Regions from separate parts of the Mus musculus genome. Here region 2 is linked to region 1. The links are chromatin contacts, called in public HiChIP or PLAC-seq maps. All regions are on one chromosome and are shown on one strand. Each heading gives the region's core, a stretch centred on a gene start, on an enhancer-like site or on the middle of the called end of the contact. The rest is flanking DNA. Distances are from core to core; before and after follow the strand shown. Region 1 has its middle 7.1 kb from the start of Gm46151. Region 2 holds the start of Topbp1 (topoisomerase (DNA) II binding protein 1).

Region 1 (7,884 bases), core at 1,472-3,971:
TTCCTGTCATTTCTGCTACTCATGTGTCTAGATCAGCTAGCCTGTAAGCCTGTGCTCTAAAGCCACTTTCTGAAGATGGATATGATCAAAGATTCCCTAGGCAAGGGAGTGGTTTCAGGAAAGAATTAGTCTCAGAGTGTTGGCCTCTTCCTCCTGGTAATGCTTCCTTCTGCCCGGAGCCTTCTGCATGTTAACCTTCAGACCTCTGTGTGTCCAGGGGGCTGCATGGAAGGCAATGGGCAGGGCCCAGTCTCATAAGCAGGGTGAGTCTCCTTCTGCACAGCTCCACTCCATCGGCCCTTACCTTTCCTAATTAGGTGGATGTCTGGCCTCCTTGTGCTTAGAATGAATAGAAAATTACCTGGCTTGACTAATTTCATAGGAAAAATAAGGCCTTGTAAAAAGCCATTTGGTGTATATTGTTTTGTCTGCATGTATATCTGTGCACCACATGTGTGCCTGGTCCCATCAGAGGCCCAAGGACTGAAGATACAAATGGATATGAGCTGCCAGGTAGGTGCTGGGAATCAAACTTGGGTCCTCTGGAAGAGGAGCCTGTGCTCCTAACTGCTGAGCCATCTCCCCAGCTCCCAGATAAGAAGCTGTTTACAAGTTTTTCTTCTGGTTCTATTCTTTATTTCTTTCACATTTATTGGCTTATTTTGTGTGCATGCGTGTGTGCCTGCATGTGTGTGCTTGACGTGGCATTGTGTGGAGGTCAGAGGGCACCTGTAGGGAGCTGGTTCTCTTCTACCATGTGAGTCCCAAGGATCCAACTCCTCGGGTCATTAGGCTTGGTGGCAAGTGACATTAATCACTGAACCATCTTACTGGTCTTTCGTTATTCTACATACTTTAGATGGAGTCCTTAACTCCTGATTCTTCTTCCTCCCAAGGGCTGGAATTACAGGCACGCACCATTCCATCCGGTTAATCTTGGAGATTCAGCCTGGAGCTTCCTGCGTGGTAGGCAAATGAACTCACTGAGACGAACTTTGTCTTTGCAAAGTTTTAAAATTTATCTTGTAATGTTTGGAGTTGGGGGAGATGGACTGGGTTTGTCGATGTGCCTCCTGGTCCCACTCAGAGATTCTGAGTCAGGCAGTCTTGAGTAGGGTCCAGGACTCTGCATATTTTGAGACTCATCCCCAAGTAATCCTGCTGCTGCTAGCTTGGACAGGAATGATAAAGGTGAGTTTGCATTCCTTCTCAGCAAATCCACCCAGTGTGAACTTCTCCTTTGTCAAGACTTGGACAAATCCCACAAGATTACTTTTTAAATCCGCTGTCCCTAAAAAAAGAATTTCACGGAGGAATGTAGTTTGGAGGAAGGCCCTCCCACTGAACAGGGATAGGAAGTGCACGGTAAACTAGGGTAGAGCTGGAAAAGCCCCACCAAGCAAGCCGAAGAACATGCTCGGGTGAACACGCTCGGGTGAACATGTGTCGACTCCTTTTCTTCAAGCCTCTTCCTTTCTGTACCAGGTGCCAGACGGTCCCGAGGCAGAACAAAGCCACAGAAGACAGCTGATATGAAAGGCTTTAGCCTTCATAGAACCAAAGTCCCCTTGGGTCATGGTTCGAGTGTCTGTACCTTGACTGCCAGGAACAGTCTTCAGAGTCCAGTTACCCGGGTCCTTGGCCCCAGACAAACTCCAAGAGTTGATAAGATAGGAAGGTCGTCTTCTTGGCTGTGGCACACACTTCCTCAGCCCTGGCCTGATTTTGCTTGCATCCCCGCTGTGACATGAGCAAGCACGCATGTCACATGTCACGAGCTGCTGTTAAGGTCAAGGCTCGGGGACCTTTGATATTACCTCAAGCTCATCAGAAATGAGAGACCTGCTATTGTTTCAAAAGGTTTGACAAGCTTGAATTTGGATGGTACACCTTGTCAGCACTGTCCTCGGTTCAGTGTCATTGCGTAGCTGAGAGGTCGGACAGGCACGGGAGTGATATCTTAGGCATTTTTCCAAGCTCGAATGCAGGTACTGGCGACACTGCATTCGGGCCCTCATTTCTGAAGATGCTTAAACACCCCTCCCCCACTTCCTTCCGTGAGGACTCCTTTAGTTACTTTGTGACACCCAGTCCTTCCAGTAAGTAGAAAGGGTGTATGCAATAGAATTCTGGTTACAGGGAGGTGACTCCACCGTCCTTCCACGCTCACTATATAGCATGCACTCTGCTGACCTTGTGACACAGGACCTCAGAAAGCATCAGTGCCAGTCTGGATAGCAAAGGTGTTTTGTTTTTTGAGACGGGGGTGGGGGGGGTGGGGTGGGGGGTGTGCCTCTCACATTTCTATCTCTAAAACTAACACAGTAAATACGTAAGTAAATGTTATACAATGTTCTTTCTCTTGCCCTTAACAGATCATTTTGCATACCCCCCAATTTGGAGATCATTGACATGGCTGGAATCTTCCTAGCCAAGGACACACATCTCTGAGAGCCCGCATTTCTCTCTCAAGAAGGGAACACACACACACACACACACACACACACACACACACACGTATTTAAAAAAAAACCAAAAACAAACAAACAAACAAAACACCTCAAAACCATTTGAGTAGGTCTCTACAACACAAAGAAACTCTGTCCTAGGAGAAAAAGTCGTGCTTCTACTTCTGGATCTGGGAAGCCACACTCCCATTATTCTGGGTCGGGTAGGTCCCAGACTGGGGGAAGGGAAGGTGGAGAGGGCACCAGGGCGTCTGAATTTGTGGAATTCCTTTGGACTCACTGGCAGTTCTCAAACTGCGTTCCTGGAGGGATAGTGGCTGTGTTGTTGGCCTGAGCATGGGGAAACAGCGGCCCCTGGTGGTGAAGTTATGAAATGCTCTCCAGGCACCGATTAGTAAGTCTTGAGTTTGTCTGGGGCCAAGTAAGTCTTAGTAAGGCTATCACGAGACATCTTGTCCTTCCAAACTCTGTAAGCACTTTCAGAGAGGCTCAAATGTCCTGAAAGATTAAAAAATGAGGGAACCATTTGTTGCTGTGCTCCCCGGTGGCTATCCTCGTAGCCTTGAGAGGTGTCGGAGCTTTTGAGGTTACTAATGTCAGCTACTCTGTGCCAGGAAGTGTTCACACAATCAGGCTGGAAGGTGTCCATGGTGAGGCTAGGGGCTCCTGCCAGCTTGAAGCCCCTCCTCCTCATGCCCCCTTCCTCCCTAGGGATTCTTTGCTCCCCCACCCATTGCCTCTCACCCTCTCATTTAGCTGAGCTGGTTTCTTGTTTTTGTAATAGTGGGTCTTGAACCCAAGTCCTCACACATGTTAGGCGAGCACTCTGGCATTGAGCTATGCCTCCTGCCCCCCCCCCCAAACTCACATTTAGCTTGCTTATCTCTCCACTAAAGCAGAAACCATCAGGACTCACATAGCCTTGCACTGAAATACAAGAGGACTACATAATTGCTCCTGCTTGGTTTCTGTTTTTTTGGTAGCTTGGAAGACAAACCCGCTACACTGTGACCATTTTCTTTTGGAAAGGTCTGATGTAGCCATTCCGCTCCGGCATGGACTGGGGTAGAGAATAGGCAAAGAACCACCCATTCCAAAAAAAGAAAACATGATTTCCAAAGAAATGCCCTGAAGCCAATTGATCTCCAAAGCCCATCTCCTTGGATGCTTGTGAATGCTTTTCCTTTTAGGGTTAGAGGACTGAAAACGGCTCACCCTTTCCCTGCCTTTTTCCTCCCAGGGACATGAGGACTGTCTCTCTTGGCTCCGACCTTTCAGGGAGGAGAGACGCAAAGGCTGTGGTAAACCCATGGACAAAGGATTTTTATGAGCTCAAAGGTGTTTCCAATTTCTTTTCTTCTTATTTTTTTAAGATTTATTTATTATTATACATAAGTACACTGTAGCTGTCTTCAGACGAGCCAGAAGAGGGCATCAGATCTCATCATGGGTAGTTGTGAGCCACCATGTGGTTGCTGGGATTTGAACTCAGGACCTTTGGAAGAACAGTCAATGCTCTTAACCACTGAACCATCTTGCCAACCCTCCAATTTCTTTTAGACTAGACATTAAACACCATTAACTCCAGGACAAGTGCAGGTACAGACACCATAATGGGCTAGTGATTCCACTAAGTATGTCATGTATTTATGTTGAAAAAAAAGGGGGGGGATAATTTGGCTTAGCGGTGGTGGTGGCCTTTAATGCCAGCACTTTGGAGGTAGAGGCAGGCAGATCTCTGTGAGTTCAAGGCCAGCTTGGTCTACAGAGGGAATTGCAGGATAGCCAGGCCTACACTAAGAAACAGAACCATCCCACTCCACCCCCAAAAGAAAAAAGTGTAATAGTTTAGCCAAAACTTGGAGACAAAACTATCCCAGTAGGACCAAGGGACCAGCCGTGAGATAAGGAAGAGGTGTGAATGCTAACTCTTTCCCTCTTTCTTCCTTTCTTTTTAAAGATTTATTCATTTACTTTATGCATATAGGTGCTCTATCTGCTTGTACACTTGCATACCAGAAGAGGGCATCGAGATCTCATTACAGACCGTTGTGAGCCACCATGTGGTTGCTGAGAATTGAACTCAGGGCCCCTGGAAGAGCAGCCAGTGCTCTAAACTGCTGAGCCATCTCTCCAGCCCCTCAACCCTTATTTTCTAGTAACAGAAGCTAAGAGATAACATGTGGGGGTCTGGAGAGTCAATTGTGACCAAGCCTGGTGACTTGAGTTTGGTCACCATGAGCTGTATTTACTTTAATTATTAGAAAATGAGCTTTTCAGATACTTCTTTGATTTTTTTTCCAAACATAATAATTTAGAATCTTAAAGAAACCAGTAAAACGTGTCAATGTTGATAGACATTTTCAGAATAAAAAGACCCAAAGCTGGGAGGTGAGGGCAGGAGATGAAGAAGACTCAGACCAGTCCAGACTCTAAGCTAGGGCGAACATGTGAAACTCATTGTGAATGTATCCTTTATTCAGCTAGCTAAGGTAATTGCCATCTAGGGGGTGTACTGCTTCTGTGTGCTAACCTAGGCCTGCTCCTGTAAGCTTCTAGCCTCTATACAATCTTCTTACCTAGGCCTATAATGTTTTTGGCCTCTGAGACTTGCTGCTGAATAAGTTCACCCTTTCTTCTTGTAACTGAGCTCATATACAGACCAGTTCAACTCAGCTGTACTGGCTCAAATGCCTCTCCAAGCTGACTGATTCAATCTGGCTTCTCTCAGTTTCTCCTGACTTGCTCTGCTTGGCATCAAACAAACTCTAGCAATCTGTCCTGATCTTCTGGCTCCTTCTCACTCTTTCTCTAACCTGTCTCTGTACAACTGTCCCAGTAAAACTGTCTTCTTTTCTCCCGTTCTCTCGGACGCTCTCTTTTAAGGAGCTCCCCTTTCCTGTCTTCTCCTGAGAGTTGGGCACATCCTATTCTGTCAAATCTTTCTCTGATTCGTCACTTTGTCTGCCACTCAATTAGACATCACTTTCAAACATGGGTGCTCCTTTCTACAATCTAATCTTACCTTTACTGGTTGGAATTAAAGGTGTTTATTAAGGGCATATCTGTGTTCTAGCCAGAGGGATTAAAAATGTGTGTCAAGGGCTGAGCCATATCACAACTAGGAATAGGTTTTTAAGTAAATAACCATCCTGGGTCCACAGTGTGATCAAATATCCTGCACCAATGTATACTTTGTGATTCTACTTATTTTATTTTTAAAATTTATTTCTTCGCTATGTATACATTTATCTGCATGGATTTATGTGCTGTGCACCATGTGTGCTGCACATGTGTGCAGGTGCTGGTGAGGCCATTGGATCCCCTGGAACTGGAGCTGCAAGCAATTGTGAGCTGTCTGATGTGGGAGGAGGAACCCAACCCAGGTCAATGGAAGAGCAGTCAGTGCTCTTAATCACGAAACCATCTCTGCAGCTACAGTGGGAAAAGTGAGCAATGCACACCAGTGTAAACATCTTCACCTGCCTAGATGCCCACAGAACCAGAGAGCCCAGTGCTGCCTGTGGGGAGGGGCTGTGCATGAAGAGTCAGAAGAGCTGTGTCCTTCATCTCAGACCAGAGGAATCCTTTCACTCTTTTCAAGGTAACAACATGAAGAACATAAAATGACATCCTCCAGATGGTGGTACTTTGAGTTCATCATAATTTTCTTAAAATCATCTGCACTAAGCAAAAAAGAAAAGAAAAGTCTTAGCCTTGTGTTTTATTTATTTATTTTTATACTTTTTGTTTGTTTGTTTGTTTTTCGAAACAGGGTTTCTCTGTGTAGCCTTGGCTGTCTTGGCACTCACTTTGTAGACCAGGCTGGCCTCTAACTCAGAAATCCGCCTGCCTCTGCCTCCCAAGTGCTGGGATTAAAGGCATGCACCACCACTGCCTGGCTTTTATACTTTTTAAATTACATTGATTTATTTACTTCGTGTTGGGGGAGATGTGCATGTGTCATGACTTATGATTGAAGGCCACAGAGCAACTTGAGGGACTTGGTTCTCTCTTTCCACCATGTGGGTCCTGGGAATTGAACTCAGGTCACCATGCTTCAAGCTCCCTCCTCCACTGAGCCATCTTGCTGGCCCCAGGCTAGTGTGGTTTTAAGGGTCCTCTGAGTGCAACAGAGACTAGTACAGAACACTCTTGTGTATCTGGGTGAGATTTCAGAACTCAACGGGGAATGTGCACACGATTCCAGGAAACAAACAAATAAACAAACAGGTCAAATACATATACGAGAGTGAGAGCCACCTTGATGACAAATTTTGTAACAGTAGGCTGCTACAGACAACAAAGCACAGTTTTCCAAGTTTTGGAAGAAACTTAAATTGAATCTGAAACTTGATAGTCAAATTTCTAACCATCACGAAGAGCAAATAAATTTTCTGAAACCCCATGAGTCAGACAATCTACCCTCTCCTTGCTTATGAAGAAATTACTCCAGGGGCTGGAGAGGGGTGAAGAGCCCTGGCTGCTCTTGCAGAGGACCCCAGCTCTACTCCCAGCATCCACATGCAGGCTCACAACCATCCATAACTCCAGTTCCAGGGCATCCAATACCTTCTGACCTCAGCAGGCGCCAGGCACACAAATGGCACACAGAATAAAACATTAAAACAACCCATTCAAAAAAGAACAGCCCAAGAGTTCGTAGATGGAAGCTGTATATGAGGATAAATATTAAAGTGAGAACAAAGATGAGTTGGTACTTGTTTGGACTGTGGTACTTGGGATATTCTTTGATCTGCAGATACTTAATAATAACCAGGGTTGTTTGTTTGTTTGTTTTGTTTGCCACAGGCCTTACTCTGGACTCACCATCTTCCTTTTGGAGTGCTAAGATTACCTGCATGACCACCATACTTAGTGTCTTAGTTTGGGTTTTATCGCTATGAAGAGACACCATGACCAGGACAACTCTTATAAAAGAAATTGGAGCTGGCTTACAGTTTCAGGTGTTTAGTTCATTAACATCATGGGGAGAAGCATGGTGGTATGCAGGCAGACATGGTGTTAGAAAAGGAAGTGAGAGTTCTACAGATGATCCACAGGCAGCAAAAGGAGATTATGTATCATTCTGGGTGTAGCTTGAGCGTAGGAGACCTCAGAGCCCACCCCACAGTGACACACTTCCTCTACAAGGTCTCTGTTGTGTTAGAATCACGGCTTGTCCGGACAGATCACAGCAGGTCAGTAAGTTCCACAGGAGAGAGGTTTATTGGGGGATGGGGGAGGACAAAAGAGGGCAACAAATATGATGAGGGAAAGAGAGCAAAGGTCAGGAGTGGTCTGCCTTTTATTTGGGTTGTGACGTAACAGCTTGCAGGTAAAGGTGGGAGGTGGGTGGACCAGATGGACACTAGGAATGTACAGTGATTGCTATGGCAACAGATGTGCAGGTCCC
Region 2 (7,884 bases), core at 2,479-4,978, 520 kb after region 1:
CAAAGCAGATCACTGGGGTTGGAGTTTAAGACTCAAACGAAACGACTTGCCTACTTGCAGTTTGCTCTGCCTTGTGTTTGTAGTTCAAGAGCTGAGGAAGCTGCCAGCTGCTATGCTGCCCCGACCACTGTGGACTCTGACCCTTTGGAGCCATTGTAAGTCTCCTTCAAGTAACAAGACAGTCATCCATGAAAGAAGCATGGACCAGTTGTGATGACTCATTGCTACAATCCAAGCATTTGCTAGGCTGAGATAGGAGGAACAGCACAGGCACTAGGCCAGCCTGGGCTACATAATGAGTTCCAACCCAGCCTGGCCATAGAGTGAAACAGAATCACAGAAAACCAAAGAGGGAGAGAGAAAGAGGGAGGAAAGAGGGAGAGGGAGGGAGAGAGAGAGAGAGAGAGAGAGAGAGAGAGAGAGAGAACGAACGATGTTGGTGGTAAGGATAAAGGTAGAATATTAACTCCAGAATCCTGAAACAACAGACATTGAAGCCATTGTTTCTGGAATGGGAATATATCTCACTTGATGGCGCCTACTCAGCCCAGAAGAGTCCTATACTCCTCCATCTTTCCTCCATATATAGGCTCTCATGGCCATGACTCAAAAGCCTCTTAGGTTTCTCTTCTTTTTAGGACCTAGATACAATTGGCTTTTCTAACAATGTAGCCCCCTACATTTTTTGGCAAGGAAGCCACTTTTTTCTCAGAGTGTCTCCTTACACGATCTACTTAAACACAGCCGGGAACAATCTACATGTGATGTTGGCATTCTACTTTAGAGCCCTCTCCCTGGAACTCACACTGTCGGTAGGCTGTACTTTCCAGCTAGCTGAAGCTATCAGCTTTCATAGCTGCTAGGCCACTTCAAGTTAGCTCTGTAGCAATAGAGGCTGTTTGCTAAGCTCTCTTGTATTTATACATATTCACTTGAAATGCTGGGAATTTAAATATAAAACCCTTTAAGTAAAACAAACGAGCCCTTTTCAACTAAAAAAAGAAAAAAAAAAACATCAAGGTGGGTGATACCTGAGGAATAACAGCTGGGGCTGGCACCTGACTGTCATATACTTGAGCACACATGTGTACCTGCACACATGTGAACATACATAACACACGCCTCAATAAAATGTATGTTGTGGTGGGGCTGCAGAGGTGCGTCAGTGGTGAAGAGAATTTGCTACTCTTCCAGAGGACCCAAGTTTTGTTTCCATGTTAGACAGCTCCCAACTGCCTGTAACTCCAGCTCTGGAGATTTGATGCCACCTCCTGGCTTCTATGGGCATTACATTCATGTGCACAAACACACATAATCAAAGTAAAAATATACTGTGTTAAATGCATAAACATATACCATGGTCATTTATCAGATCGCCTATAGACTGCTCTGAAGGGCATTTTCTTGATTAGTGATTGATGTGGGAGGGCCCAGACCATTGTGGGTGGTGCCACCCCAGGGGAGGTGATCCTAGGTGATCTAAGAAAGCAGGCTTGAGCAAGCAGTGGGTGTAAGCCTGGTTGTCTTTGGCCTCTGCTTTAGTTCTTGCCCTGACTCTCCTCAGTCCTTGGTGACCTATCAAGTATCCTACAGATATGATGACAACTTCAGGACAGAACTGCATTTTAGACATCAACTGTGGCTTCTTTTTCACAGCTCTAATAATTTCTTCAAGGCACTGCAGGGTCTCATGTATCCCAAGATACCTCCTGCTTAGCTAGGATGCAACCAGTGTTATATGGCCCTGAAGATGGAACCCAGGGACTTTTATGCTAGGCAAGTGCTCTACCAACTGAGCTACATCCTCAGACCCTTACCTCCAATACTAAGTATTTCCCTTCTTTTCCCTAGTGGGCATTTACCTCTGCGCCAGTGTTATCGATATCCTGTAAATGAAAAAAGTTAATGATACCTTTAAAGCAGGACCATTATAATCACTACAGTGACCAGCAACCCTAAATATATTGTACTTAAAAGAATAGAGTTTGTGTTGGGCGTGGTGGCATACCTTTAATCTCAGCATTCCGGGAGGCAAAGGCAAGATCTCTTGAGTTCAAGGCCAACCTGTCCTACACAGTGAGTTCCAGGACAGCCAAGGCTATGCAGAAACTCTGTCTCAAAAAATAAAATAAAATAAAATAAAGCTGGGGGTGGCTAATAATTCAGCATTTTATCAATAATTTACCCTTAGCAACTTTTTTTTGTTTTTGTTTGTTTGTTTGTTTGTTTGTTTTTCGAGACAGGGTTTCTCTGTGTAGCCCAGACTGTCCTGGAACTCACTTTGTAGACCAGGCTGGTCTTGAACTCAGAAATCCCGCCTGCCTCTGTCTCTGCCTCCTGAGTGCTGGGATTAAAGGCGTGATCCACCACTGCCCCCGGCTACCCTTAGCAACTTTTAAGAGGTAACATAAGAATGGGGTTTTGGTTAGAACCTAAGAGTTTTCTTACTGTAGATAGGCCAGAATAGTCAGATATTACCTGGGGACAGTGAAAAATGAGAAAGGGCATGAGCTATCAAAGGTGGCAGGATCTAACTGGATTTTTACAAGGAGAACGACCAGTAGTCAGACTACAGGTTTGGCTAAGTAAAGATTCTTTGTCACAAAATGCCGGAAGTACACATCAGAAAAGAAAAAAACCAACTTCTGTAATAAACTGTGCCGGGAAAATTGGATAGCCATACATAAAAGAAGGAAACTAGATCTTAATCTCTCTTGCGTTACACAAATATCAACTCCAAATGGATTAAAGACCTTAATGTCAGAACTGAAATCCTGAAACCAAAATAGTCAAGGGCTTTCTGAATAGGGCCCTAGTTGCTCAGGATATAATACGAACAACGGACAAATGAAATGGGATTGCGTGAAGTTAAAAGGTTGTGCACAGCAAAGAAAAATTAATCAAATGAATAAGCATACAGATGGGAGAAAATCTTTGCCAATTATACACCTGATAGAGGATATCTAGAAATACTTTTTTTTGGGGGGGGGGGGGTGGAGTTTCAAGACAGGTTTCTCTATATAGTCCTGGCTGTCCTGGAACTCACTTTGTAGACCAGGCTGGCAACTCAGAAATCCGCCTGCCTCTGCCTCCCAAGTGCTGGGATTAAAGGTGTGCTCTACCACTGCTCGGCTTAGAAATACATATTTTAAAAGTCTTGAATGTGAATATAACCTAATCAATAATCTAGCGTGCCTTTCATCACCCAGTCTTCTTTCCGTTACTGTTTTTGGCTTTGGTAAGGATTGATTGTTCATCCACTTTGGGGAGTCAGACCTTGACTTTCTTAACATCCTCCCACCCACAAGCCGCTATTAGCTTCATGCGCTGCCCCGGCACCGTCAGGAGAACTCGCCACTGGACCCCCTCGCCCCACTTCTGCACGTTCTGGACTTAAGGCTGATCGGTCCGGCCGCCCGCAGGCCCTCGCCACGAACGATGAGCTGCGCCGCAGCCGAAACTGTTGCCGCAAACCCAGACCCCAGAGCATCTCGGGAAAGCGTGCCCAAGGACCGCCCTCTTCCGACCGCTCCGCTTCCCAGAGCGGGGGCCCCGATGACGCCACTTCCTCCGGAAGAGGTGTGGCGTCCGCTCGGTTGGCGCGAAAGTCGGTTCCCGGTCTTGGCCCTTCCGGGTTCTGCAGCGTTAGCTTCGGGTTGGGGGCGCCGCCGAGGGCGGGGGCTGCGCGCCGGGCTGGCGCCCGACCCCAGCCGCCGTCCTGCCGGCCGCGCGCCCCCCGACTTGGTGCCCGTGGGCCCTCGGGCTCCACCTAGGTGAGCGAGCTTCGGCTCCTCCCGGCCGGCGTGGCCGCCCGGCGCCTCTTGCGGCCTTCGCGCCTCTCCTAACCGGCGGGTGGGCCTCAGGTCCCTGGGGAGCCGCGGCCTGGACGCTCCTTTCCCTGGGAGCTGGGCCGAGCGTGCACGACCTTGCACGGTGGCTGCTTGCGTTCAGAGTTCGTTAACTTAGGAGCAAATCTTGCGGGCTGTGGGTACCCGTAGCCGCAGCGGCGCCCTGCGTCGTCTTAAGCCCCATGCAAGTGAACAGTGAGTGACTGAGGACCAAACCAAGGGTCTCAGGGGATTCAATCAGGAACGTTCATTTTGTTCTCACGTTTGCAAGGATCCGTGTCCTTTTTTTTCTTCTTCGACTTTGCCCACCTTCTGGGGCCCTTTGTAAACATCTTGAATGAATTGATGAACCAAGCCAGATAGCTATGTCTTAGGCACTCTTGTCTGCATAAGAAAATAGTTGATTTGCAGGCCGGGCGGTAGTGGCACACTCCCTTTTTTGCCAGCTTGAGTGAGGCAGAGGCCGAGCATCTCTTGAGTGCCAGGCAGACCTAGTCTACAGAGCGAATTCCAGGACTGCCAGGGCTTGTCTCAAAACTAAAAAAAAAAAAAAAAAAAACCAAAAACCCTACAAAAATAGTTGACTTGTACATTTAATTCCCTGATTGACTGACTGACTTTTGTTCTTCTTGACTGCCTTATTCTCACAGTTCAGCTATGTCCAGAAATGACCAAGAGCCGTTTCTTGTGAAGTTTTTAAAGTCTTCGGACAATTCAGAATGCTTTTTTAAAGCTCTTGAGGTAAGAATTAATGGATATGTCTTATTTGATACTTGAGCTCATTTTCATGTTTTAAATGTTTTTGCTTTGTTGGATTTTATGTCTTAGAAGTAGATAATTTTAATGAAATTTTGCTATAGCATATGCTTAATACAGATAAATCACTGCTATATAATTTTTAGTTGATGCAAGTTTACCATTATATTTTTTGGGAGGATTGAAATCTATTGTGACAATTGGATGTTAACCTACAGTTTGATCCCCTACCCCCGCCCGGTCTGTGTCTGTTTGTGTGTGTGTCTGAGCCATCTTCCCAGTCCTCTGACTTAGAGTTCCTGACTTGTTTTGTTTACTAACCCCATTGATCCTTTAAGCACTGAAAAACGGAGTCACAATGCAATAGTTTTGGTTCATTGCTTGCTCTCTCTCTTTCTCTCTGTCTCTCTCTCTCTGTCTCTCATACACACACACACACACACACACACACACACACACACACACACACATATTCATGAATGAATGAATGATGGGAGTAGTTTTGAGCTTTGCCATTCACAAACCCTAGTAATGTCCTTGTAGCTTGGGAATCTATTAGAAATGCAGAGCCTTGGGATCCCAACCCACATTTGACAATTAGAATATGCATTTTAAACAAAAGTCCCAGTGCATATTCAGGTTTGAGAAGTTAGCTGTTTTTTTTTTGTTTGTTTGTTTGTTTTGTTTTTTAAAGTTCACTCACTTAGCAATCATCAATTGAGTGTCCGTCATCTGACAGGTTTTCCTCTAGCATAATACTTGGGGTACACCAATGATCAGAACAAGCAAATATCTCTCCTCTTTCAGCATACATAGAACAGGAAATCGGTATTAATCAGGTGATAAGCAAGAAACTACACAGTATGGGGGCAGTGAAAGAGTTGAGACTGAGTCTCACAGTGTAGCCCAGACTGATCTGGAACTCTGTGCTTCTGCCTCAGTTTCCTGCATGCTGAGATTACAGGTGTGTGCCCCAAAACCTAGTACCTATGTAATGTGTTATAAGGGGTCTAGTACTGTGGGAAAATGAAAAAGAAAAAGCCAAAACAATTTAAGGTTTTCCAGAGGATGTTTGTTGGAGGAGAAAGACATGGAAGGGTTACAGCTTAAAACTGAATTTAAAAAAAAGCAAACTATTTCTCTTAAGATTATAGACTAGGGTCTTGTATAAGGTACTAGGTATCCGGATATGCTTATAAACAAAATACATCATGGAATGTTCATTTGTGTTGGTGTGTGGGGATGGTGTTTATGTGGGTGCTCTTGTGCACATGCATTCGGAATAGTATCTGCATACCACAGTACATGTGTAGATGTCAGAGGACAACTTGAAGCAGTTGGTTCTCCTTTTACCCTGAGGTTCTCAGGCTGAATGGCAGGCACTTTTACCTGATGAGCCATTTAACAGAACCAACACATTCCTTCTCACAGGGAAGAAATAAAACTATGTACATTTACAAAAAGAACCATTTTTTTTTCCTTCATAAAATGTAGTCAAGTGGTAGAGGGAGTGTAGTTAGAAAGCAGGATGACCATGGGAATATTGCTTAGTGGTAGTTGTATAGTGTGCATAAAAACCTGGTTTTAGTTCCCGGTGCTGCAAAGCAAACCCACCGTGGTATCTAGAAAGATCTAGACAGGTATCTCTAGGAAGTGACAGTGAAGCAGGCGTTATTGCAGTGAAGAACCACTTCCAATGAAAGCTTAAGAAAAGAGTAGCTCCTGTAGTAGGACCAGAAGCAGAACCGCTTAGTAGGTCATTAGTATCTTCCAGGTGTACGGTTTGGGGATGACTGGAATTAGCCAGGAAGGTGGATGTAAAGATGAGACTTGAGATAAGTGAGGGCTAAATTTTATGATTTTGTAGTCATGAAGTTGTATGGTGCTGATGCATCTTTAATCCCAGCTCTTGGGAGGCAGAGAGATCTCTATGAAATGGAGGCCAGCCTGGACTACGGAGTTAAGTTCCAGGACAACCAAGGCTACACAAAGAAACCCTGAATGGGGGGCGGGGGGGGGGGGGGAAGAATTGGGACTGATCCATGTGCCCTTTCTTTTTGTCCAGTGGTTCATTTCTGCTATATTCCTCAGTTTCTCTCCATCTTATTTTTTTGAGATAAATTTCTCACTGTTGTAGAGCCCACTGATTTGCTAGACTGGTTGGCCAGGGATCTGGTGGGCTCCAGTCTCTGGCACCCACCCCACTGCCCAGTATTGGGATTGTGAGTCCATGCCTCCACACTAGGCTTTTTACATGGGGCCAAACTCAGATGCCCAAGCTTACACTGCAGGCATTTTACCCACTGAACCCTCTGCTCAGCTCCTGGGTGGTTTCTTTAAAAGGATTACTAACTGTGAAGAATAGAGAGGAGACCAGTTCAGAGGCTTCTGCATGGGTCTAGGTGAGAAGCATGCATGGGTCTAGGTGAGAAGCTTTATTTAATAAGGAAAGGGCTGGGTTTGAAATTAGCTCTGAGCACTTAGTAGGACTTAAATTTAGGGTACTAATTTCTACTACAATCTTACTTGTTTTTTCTTTCAGTCAATAAAGGAATTACAATCAGAAGATTATCTTCAGATTATTACAGATGAGGAAGCATTGAAGATAAGAGAGAATGACAAATCGCTTTATATCTGTGACCGTTTCAGTGGCACTGTTTTTGATCACCTTAAACAGGTTTGCTGTTTCTAGAATACTTATTTGCTCTTTCACCCTCTCTTTTAATCTGTGTGTACCTGTGCTTGTGTGTGATGTGTCTGTCTGTCTGTGTGTGTGTACATGCATGCGTGTGTAGGGTCTCATTCTTCATGAAAACTATCATGAGTGCTACGAGTACCTTGGGATTCTTTGGGCTTGGGGTTCTTAGATATCTGAGCTGCTTTATTGGCTGTTGCTTTTTTGAAAAGCATACTTGAATGTTTCTCAGTTGTTATAGCATAAGATTATTGCATTAAGATTGTATTTCTTGGGAAAGGTGCCCTAGTGGTTCAGGGCACGTACTTCAAGGGATCTGAATTTGATTCACAGCACCCATGTCAGGTGGCTCATGACTGCTTATAATGCCGGTTCCAGTACCTCCAACTCCAGGTTTATCTGTACAAAATGTGTGTATACCTACATAAGGATACATACATACATACATACATACATCATATAATTTAAAATAATAAAAAGTTTTATGTTGTAAGAGTTTTTACCTGCATGCATGTTGGTGCACCATGTGCACACTTGATACGCTTGGGGGTCAGAAGAGGGCATTGGATCCCTTAGAATTGAAGT

What was found. HiChIP or PLAC-seq counts read pairs in DNA pulled down with a chosen protein or histone mark.
Region 2: an H3K27ac HiChIP or PLAC-seq map of the NIH/3T3 cell line shows a contact between it and region 1, with 4 times the contacts expected there. The contact joins the promoter of Topbp1 here to the enhancer-like site in region 1. A contact is called at or near these places in 1 of 39 promoter capture datasets (the 3T3-L1 cell line), 5 of 484 Hi-C or Micro-C datasets (embryonic fibroblasts, embryonic stem cells, nephron progenitors and 1 more) and 2 of 115 datasets of contacts at active chromatin or transcription factors (the NIH/3T3 cell line and embryonic stem cells).

Annotation. Positions count from the first base shown.
Region 1 is chr9:102,781,755-102,789,638 of GRCm38.p6, forward strand. No RefSeq gene overlaps it. Among named protein-coding and RNA genes, the nearest start is that of Gm46151, 7.1 kb to the left of the region's middle. Within about 2 kb of position 2,722, at least 90 of the 459 cell types and tissues checked have an H3K27ac peak or open chromatin away from gene starts, as enhancers often do. A contact at or near this core is called in the NIH/3T3 cell line and embryonic fibroblasts, where this site is marked.
Region 2 is chr9:103,301,599-103,309,482 of GRCm38.p6, forward strand. Topbp1 (topoisomerase (DNA) II binding protein 1) reads left to right here and starts at 3,729. Exons shown (of 28, transcript NM_176979.5): 1 at 3,729-3,773; 2 at 4,499-4,589; 3 at 7,147-7,281. The coding sequence starts at 4,506.